Linked DNA regions of Hordeum vulgare: region 2 is linked to region 1. The links are chromatin contacts, called in public Hi-C maps. All regions are on one chromosome and are shown on one strand. The core of a region is the stretch at or near the end of the contact, and the rest is flanking DNA. Distances in the headings are between cores, read along the strand shown.

Region 1 (4,030 bases), core at 781-3,280:
GCAGGATGTAGAAATAGCGGCTGCAGCAGAAAAGCTTGCAGAGTGCCAGGAGACCATGATGATTCTTGGTCGTCAACTGCAAGCCATGCGTCCTCCAGCAGAGTCAATGGGTGCCTCGCCAACCCGGCAACGAATGGAGGACTTCTTGCAAGACGCGGCAGGAACAACCGAAGGAGGCGAGTATGCCCAGAAACCATCTGGCCATCATGATACAGACCAGGAAATGCTGGAGTCAGGGAATGTGTCTCCCCTCAACGGATACAAGACCCATATGACCCCTTCTGATGTGGACGGAAGCCCTTCCCTTTCAATGAACAGTTCCAAGCGCCCAAAGCATAGGTCGCGATCCTCATCCTCTTCCTCGTTTGCTAACCAGTTGCCCGAGAAACAAAGCCGGGGCTTTAGTCGGTTCTTCGCCAAGGGCAAAGAGTGAACATTAGCTGGATTGCAAGATTCTGTGATGTTGGCTTGTTGATTCTTTACGGCGAATGGATCGATGACGGATGAACGCGGATCATGGGTTTCTATAGGGCTACTCGGCGAACCTGCTTGTGTATTATTTTGAGGTGATGCCTCCAGTGGTTCAGTTGCTGGAGTAATACTTGCCTTGCAGTCGAGCGGTTATGACCAGGTTGTGTGTGTGTGAGAGAGAGAGAGTGTGTGTGTGTGTTAGCTGTCTTTATCTTCTGCTAGAGTTTTTTCTGGGTTGCTGTTTGTCTGAAACCTCACTAAAACCTCACTGTACATGTGCTTACCTGCATGAAGAAGAGAGCTGCTGTCTGTTTGTGTTTCATTCTCTTGTGAAGCAGTTTGTGTATGTCGTTGGTGCCAAAACTGGCTTCGGGTACAGCTAAGTTAACCTGCATCAATTTGACTGTAGCAGTTATCATTGTGTTTATATCTGTTTCATTGTCAAAATCTGAAGAAAGATTTTTGGTGTCCACTTTGTGTTTTCTAAGTTACTCCTACATCATTACTGGTGGAAAGACAGATTATACCCAAGAAAAAATTGAACACAATTTATACCAATTTTAAAAACAGCAAAAACTAACTCATACAGTTTTCTCTGTCACTGGAGTAGGGAGTAGAACGCAACGAACACAAAGTCTGTACCAATTTACATTGCTGGCAATGTTACCAGGCAACCAAACAGAGTTTTATTCCAACTGCAGGGGTGACAAGGGAAAAAGGAACCGCCGATATTTACTTCTGCGAGCATGTTGAAGAGCCATGGCCAGTTTGGCAGTTTCAGACTTCCAGCTGCAACGTGCATAATTTCCAGCTCTCTCTAGAACAACAACACTGGCATGGCACTGCACTGCAAGAACCAGAGCAGGGCAATTATCCAAAGAAGAAATCACAGCATAAAGAGAAGCGCACGCATTCTGGATTACTCTGATTAGAAGGGGCGTTCTTGAAATAAACACCAGGATTCACTTCACTGCAACAGAGCACGGTTACATCAGGAACACCAGATCCGACACCAAACTACCACCACCAGGATGCCCAGGCATCGCTCGATAAAACAAGCCTCTACGAGGAAGGAAAGGAAAACCCTAGCCGCCGAAGCCGTAGAGGGTGCGGCCCTGGCGCTTGAGGGCGTAGACGACGTCCATGGCCGTGACGGTCTTGCGGCGCGCGTGCTCCGTGTAGGTGACGGCGTCGCGGATGACGTTCTCGAGGAAGATCTTGAGCACGCCGCGGGTCTCCTCGTAGATGAGCCCCGAGATGCGCTTCACGCCACCACGACGCGCCAGCCGCCGGATCGCCGGCTTCGTGATGCCCTGGATGTTGTCGCGCAGCACCTTCCGGTGGCGCTTCGCTCCGCCCTTGCCGAGCCCCTTGCCGCCCTTGCCGCGGCCAGACATCTCCGCAGCTCCGTGTTTTTTCCCGGGGAAGAAGAAGGATTTGGGGATTTTTGGAATTGGATGGTTTGGGAGGAGACGAGTGGGCAGGGATATGTAGAGTTGGAGATGGGCGCGGGAGGCGTTGGATAGGGGAGCGATCCGCGTGAGGGGCGAACGCTATGGCCTTGCCGTTGGATCGAGGTGGGGTTGGTTCCTACTGGTAGAGCGATAGAGGCGCGGATCGCGGCTGCTGGCCTTTTATGGAGTGAAGCGCACGGGGACTGGAAATCGGGAAGAAGGGTCGAGCGGGAATTATTTCTGTGCATTCTGGGCGAGATGGAAATTTTGGGCCAATTCATACTTCCGGGGTGTTTGGTTATAACGGACTAGACGGGGACTAAATAAAAAGCCTCTCGAGTAGAGTCTTTTTTTAATCAAGGAAAAATTCCTCCTGTTTGGTTACATAGGGACTAAAAAAGATATTTTTTTAGTCTAATCTCTGTAAACAAACAGGGCCTTCATCGCGTCAAGAAGCTCTGACTTCACACAGGGTCCTTCCAACTGGATCAGCCCATTTGTAGTTCAAATTAAAAAACATAATGTTGAAACATTGTCGTGGGATGACACTGTACCATTCGGCATTTCGAATCACTGTAGCACCATGTTTTCTTGCTCGGTTTTTATTTTCGAGCATTTTGAACATATGAATGTATACAAATGGAAAAAAAATCGAATACACATTAAACAATTTTTTTAATGTATGTTGAGAAAATTTTCAACTATGCAATGAACATTTTTAATCTACATTAAATAAAATTTTAATACGCATTGGGCATTTGTGTAATGTAAATTGAACTTTTTTCCAATACACATTGAACATTTTGTATGATATACATTGAATTTATTTCAAATACACGATGAATATTTGTAGTATTTGCTGAATAAACTCTTAACATACGATAAGGAATGCTAATGGATACCCATTACCCGTGTACCCTCTGGGTAAAACCCCTATTAAGGTAAGGATATGGTTCAAAATATACACATGAAATACATAAATGGGAAAAATTGAAACCCATCGAATATGGTGGGTGCGAGTATGATTTAGTATAACCCATACCCGTGTATCTATGTATCCGTGTATAATCTGAAAAATAGGCCTTAAATAATATTTATCCACATGTTAAACATATTATATGTACATAAATCCCGCTGCTAGCCCACGTTCAGAGTGTGTTGTTGTTACGAGTATGTGTTGTTGTCATGAAGTGTTGTTGTTTATACATTATTATTAAAAGTTTTTAAAATGATGTGTTACAAATCTGGGTAATTTTACCCGCGGGAACCTATTTACCCTACCGGATGATGGGTATGAGAAAAGTTGTACCCGTCGACTGGTATGGGTACGAGTGATGGGTAAGATTTAGGATGACGGATAAGGGTATGAGATGGCTACACCCGTATCCAAACCCGGCAGGTGCGATCCCTATATACGATGAACCTTTATGTAATATACTATGAAAATTTCTTAGTATACGATGAATATTTGAAATAGACATTAAAATTTTGTATAATACATGAAAAGAGAAAAAAAGAGAAGAAAAAGAAAGAAGATAATAGAAAATGTAACCAGAAAACGGAAAAAAGGAAAAGAAAAAGAAAATAAAAAACATAAAAGAGAAATAAACAATGAAGTCAATTGTGGGCAGGCCCAAATCGGGGCGTCGGGTGGGACACCTTCAGCAAAGCCGCATCTCTATGACACCCACGGTGACTATTAAGGTTGGCGAATCCTTTTCTTTTGACACATGGAAAAATTTCTACGATATACGATGACTATTTTTGTTATATACATTGAGTTTTTCTAAAATATGGCGGACTTTCCTAATTATATGATGAACATTTTTGAATACATACTAAATATATATTTTATATACATAAGAAAAAATAACACATAAAGAAGAGAAAACTAAAATATTTTTTTTCCTATTTTACAATAGTTCTTAAAATATATAGCTCCTAAAAAACAAAAGAAACAACTAAAAAAGAACAAAAAAACAACATGTGAGGCATAGTGGGGCCATTGGGCTTGCCTTCAGCGAAGGTACCCCTAGGAGCTCTTGAAATTTTGTGCTTGACCCACTAAACAAGAATGTTTGGTGTGGGATGTGATGGTTAACTAG
Region 2 (4,030 bases), core at 1,120-3,619, 490 kb after region 1:
GGTTAAGTAGTTGATAGAATCATGTACATGTGGGAAGACCAGGTTTTCCTTTCCAAATGATCATTTATATGTTATTAGCGTACATATCAGTTTTTCTTATAGTTAATTAGTGTATCGGGGGAGGACATACCCTGCTATCATCAACGCCATGGATATAGACGTGTGTGTTGTGGTCTTTCATTTGCGACCAATTTGACAAATTGCCACACATTTCCTGGGACATTGCTTTATTACCACATTTTTTTAAATGGAACACCTTGATTCCATAAATCACGCTTGCACAACTACCACGCTGGCCCTTCGAACGTCTACATTATCTGGTAGGTCATCAGTCCAAACTTACTGAACAGTGAGCTGTCTGGCATCGAAAACCGCTAAAGCATGCACTAATTTATTACATACCCGAGATACAAAATTGAAAGAAAAATCACTAAAGTTCATATGTGCAAAAGCTCAAATTTCCCTTAACGGTACTCCTTCCAACTCGAGGTCCGCCCCAGATCCACAAACTGCTTTTATTGACTCCTCGCAATATGATTCAAGTACAATATTGATCATACCACATCTTTTGAGTTCATCGCCTTGAGAGTCATCATGTTTAGGTGAAAACAGTAGCCAACATTGACAAGGATCGAAAGGAGGATAAGCGGCAACAAAAATGGGATGCCGTGTTAAAATAGAAAAATATGGACCTATGGAGGGGTCTTGAGCTATCCTTATTGATTAGCGGTGTGTGATGTTTTTTTTCCGTCCGTTGCAAGCACGGGCATTTGTACTAATCTTAATAACTTAATTAGGTTACTCTTTAACCTTTGCATCGTGGGGCCTAACATATGGGCATCATGAGAATATAATTAGCATTTTTTTATACCTAAATACTTGTTGGAAAAAACTAGTCCAGGTTCCACCAGCTACAAGTATTGTAGGTTCAAAAAAGAAGCTACAAGTATTATAGTGGAGAGAGGGACATGGCAACTGGTTGTCAAATTTCTAATTTGAATATCTAACACACATCATTTCTTGTTAAAGCTTCTAAATTCTACTTATAAAAGACCTAGACTTCTAGAGTACATTGATGCGAAATCTTAGAACAAGCTAGTATACATATGACTCGCCATTCAGTCACGGCTATCCATGACTTGGAGGGAATAGCCACGTCACCGGGAAGTCCATTAATAACGGCCGCACCGGCGTCTTGAGGAACAACTCGGACCGCTGCGTCCTCATATCGTAGACGATGCAGTAGAAGGGCTCCTGTTTGCCGTAGTATTGACAACGGTTGTATCTTTTCGCGCTAACCGTGAAGAAGATACGGTTCCCGGCTGTGTAGATAGGGTCATGCTCGCCCGTAACATGAAGAACTCGGGAGCACCATGGCCCGACAAACAGCACCCGGTCATCGCCCACACTGCTTACGTTGGTCCATCGCGACCTCTCCAAGTCGGCCTTGAGTAACTCGAACTCCATCTCCATCTCTAGCTCCAGCCCGTCCATGACTGCACTCATCGAGGTGCTGCTGCACTGCTCGGGCATCGCGTCCTCCCTGCAGACCAGCAGCAGCGTGCCGCTAGATTCTAGCAGGTATCGCGACGAGTGTCTGAGGACCCCTCTGGGCCTATACAGGAGGTGCTCGACCTGTGACACGATGGGCTCACCGCTACCGGTGCGCATGTTCCCAAAAACGGAGATGGAGACGGAGAAGAGGCCGTTGAACTTGTCGAGGGCGTAGAGCTTTCCCTGGCATGATACTATGTCTTGGAGGTCGCAAAGCTGGTCGGGGGTGCTCGACCTCCACGAGGACGCCCCTGGACGGCACAAGGCGAGCTTATTATACATCCATCCCTCGTCGTTGATGATCGCGGCGACAAGGTCGCGGGAGCACACGACGAGCTTCAGCATGTTCGGCTTCGGCTGGTCGTTGGCGACGAGGAGAGGCACGTTGGGGGCGTATGTGTCGGAGAGGCCAGGGAGCAGGATGGTGGTGGACATGGAGAAGGGGCTGACCAGCGTGTAGGCGCCGTCGTAGCGCTCGAACACGAGCCACTCGCCGCAGGAGCTATGCGCGTGCGGCAGTTGCCGGTGGCGGTCGAGGTGGAGCGGCAGCGGCCGGAAGGCGGAGCCCGGCAGGCTGTAGAATGTCCGGTCAGGCAAGGCGAGCCACGGGTAGTGCGAGGGCGGAGAGCTCTGCAGCGCGGAGGCGCGCCACTGTTTGCAGACGGCTGCGAAGCGGACCCGGTTGGCGTGGCTGGGGAGGCGTCGGAGCACGACGCCCGCGAGCTCGGTGGGGATGCTGGACCATCTGGGAACATGGGCACGGCGCCGTGTTGGCGACGACATGACTATGGGTGTTGTTGCTGTAGCCGGTGCACGGTCCCGTGAGAGCAGTATGTATACTCGCGCGTATGGTTAACACGGGCAGAGACGAGGCATGTTTTCCTTCCGAGTTTGGAGTGTGATCCTCCCGACCCAGATCCAACTCGGAGTACCGGGCAACTATCTACCAGAACGGAATCGTGCTGGTCCCGATGGCGTTGAACTCCTCCCAACCAGCCGGCTAGCCTGCGTAGTACTACCTCCGTATAGGGCATGCGCGTAGTTTTAGGTTATAAATTGAACTAGATAAATATATATAATAAGTATGTAATAAAAATTACATATTCAGAAACTACATTTCCACATGAATCTAATGATATATTATTTATTACATATAATCTTTATCTACTAATAAAACAATTAGTGCTTCTGTTGTCCGTCATTAACATTGTCCATAAAATTGATGAAAATTACCCACAATTGCCACTTATAAGCCATAGAAAACGTTTCAAACAGGAAAATCTCCTGACTAGGCCGGCCCATGTAGTCACCTCCTATATTACGCTCTGTGCATCAGAAAAAGATGCAGCACCTATTTGGGACGGCCCATGCGTGGCCGCCTGTTCTTTTATTTTAGTTTTTTTTTATTTTACTTTTCAGCTCGATTTTTTTCTACTTTAAATAATTTAGAAATTCAAATAACTTTTCTTAAATTTAAGAAATTGAGAATTTTGAAATAAAATATTAATAAAATATATATTTTTGAGAATTCAAAAACTACGCAGCAGTTTTGAAAAATGTTTGCATATATAAAAAAAGTTTAAATTTTTAGAAAATGTCTGTAAAATGAAAAAAGTTAATAATTTTTAAAAAAAGTCCGTGTAAAAATCTTAAAAATAGTTCGTGCCTCTGTTTTTAGTCTCATTTTTTATTTTCATTTTCTGTTTCATTTTTTAAAATTTAAATAATATAGACTTTTGAAAAACTTTTGCAACTTATAAAACTAATAATTTTGAAGAAAACATAAAATGTTTGTGAATTCAAAAAATGCTCGGGATATTTGTAAAAGTATTCCCAGATTCAAAAAAATGTTCATAATTTTAAGAACAATGTTGGTGAAAACAATAAAAGTCCATGATTTTGCGAAAAAAGTTTGTGTATTATTTTTTGGGTGCAATTGAAAAAAATGTTCATGCATTTCAAGAAATGTTCTAAAATTTGAAGGACGTAATATGATCAGCATCCTTAAAGATTATAGTTAATTTTTCTCCCGTTGCAACGCACGGGCCCTTTTGCTAGTATATATTTAGCTAGTTAAATTAACAACCTAGAACTACGCGCATGCCCTATACACTTGAACGAAGGTAGGAGTCAAATTACTAGTGATTGGGGCCCGCCAATGGCGGGCCTCCTGAGACATGCCTGTGGTGCACCGACTTATTAAAGCACCTCTTTGCGTCTAGTGCGGTTATTTATAGGGAATCGTTTCCACCCGGCGCGCCGGCCGAACAGACGCGCCGGTCGCCCCCTCGCGCGCTGGCCCATGCAACATTTTTCTCACCCCGCGCGCTTCGTTGGTCAATGGATGCAACATTTTTCGTTTAAATTTGTTGCAATCAGCGTTATTTTTGCCACAAGCATTTTTTACTATATTTTGTCCCAGTATAAAAGTTGCACATACGTTTGGTTGCAACTCCAGTTCGTCGGATTTTTCATT

The links. Hi-C and Micro-C count contacts between places; a contact is called where the count stands out from the background.
Region 2: a contact with region 1 is called in a Hi-C map of seedling, with 2.6 times the contacts expected there. The contact joins the promoter of LOC123446704 here to the promoter of LOC123449163 in region 1. A contact is called at or near these places in 1 of 6 Hi-C or Micro-C datasets (seedling) and 1 of 1 datasets of contacts at active chromatin or transcription factors (embryo).

Annotation. Positions count from the first base shown.
Region 1 is chr4H:503,831,151-503,835,180 of MorexV3_pseudomolecules_assembly, forward strand. LOC123449163 (histone H4) reads right to left here and starts at 2,031. Exons shown (of 1, transcript XM_045126268.1): 1 at 1,415-2,031. The coding sequence starts at 1,868. The coding sequence ends at 1,557. LOC123449161 (filament-like plant protein 4) reads left to right here. Exons shown (of 6, transcript XM_045126266.1): 6 at 5-793. The coding sequence ends at 433.
Region 2 is chr4H:504,318,220-504,322,249 of MorexV3_pseudomolecules_assembly, forward strand. LOC123446704 reads right to left here and starts at 2,370. Exons shown (of 1, transcript XM_045123261.1): 1 at 1,002-2,370. The coding sequence starts at 2,337. The coding sequence ends at 1,129.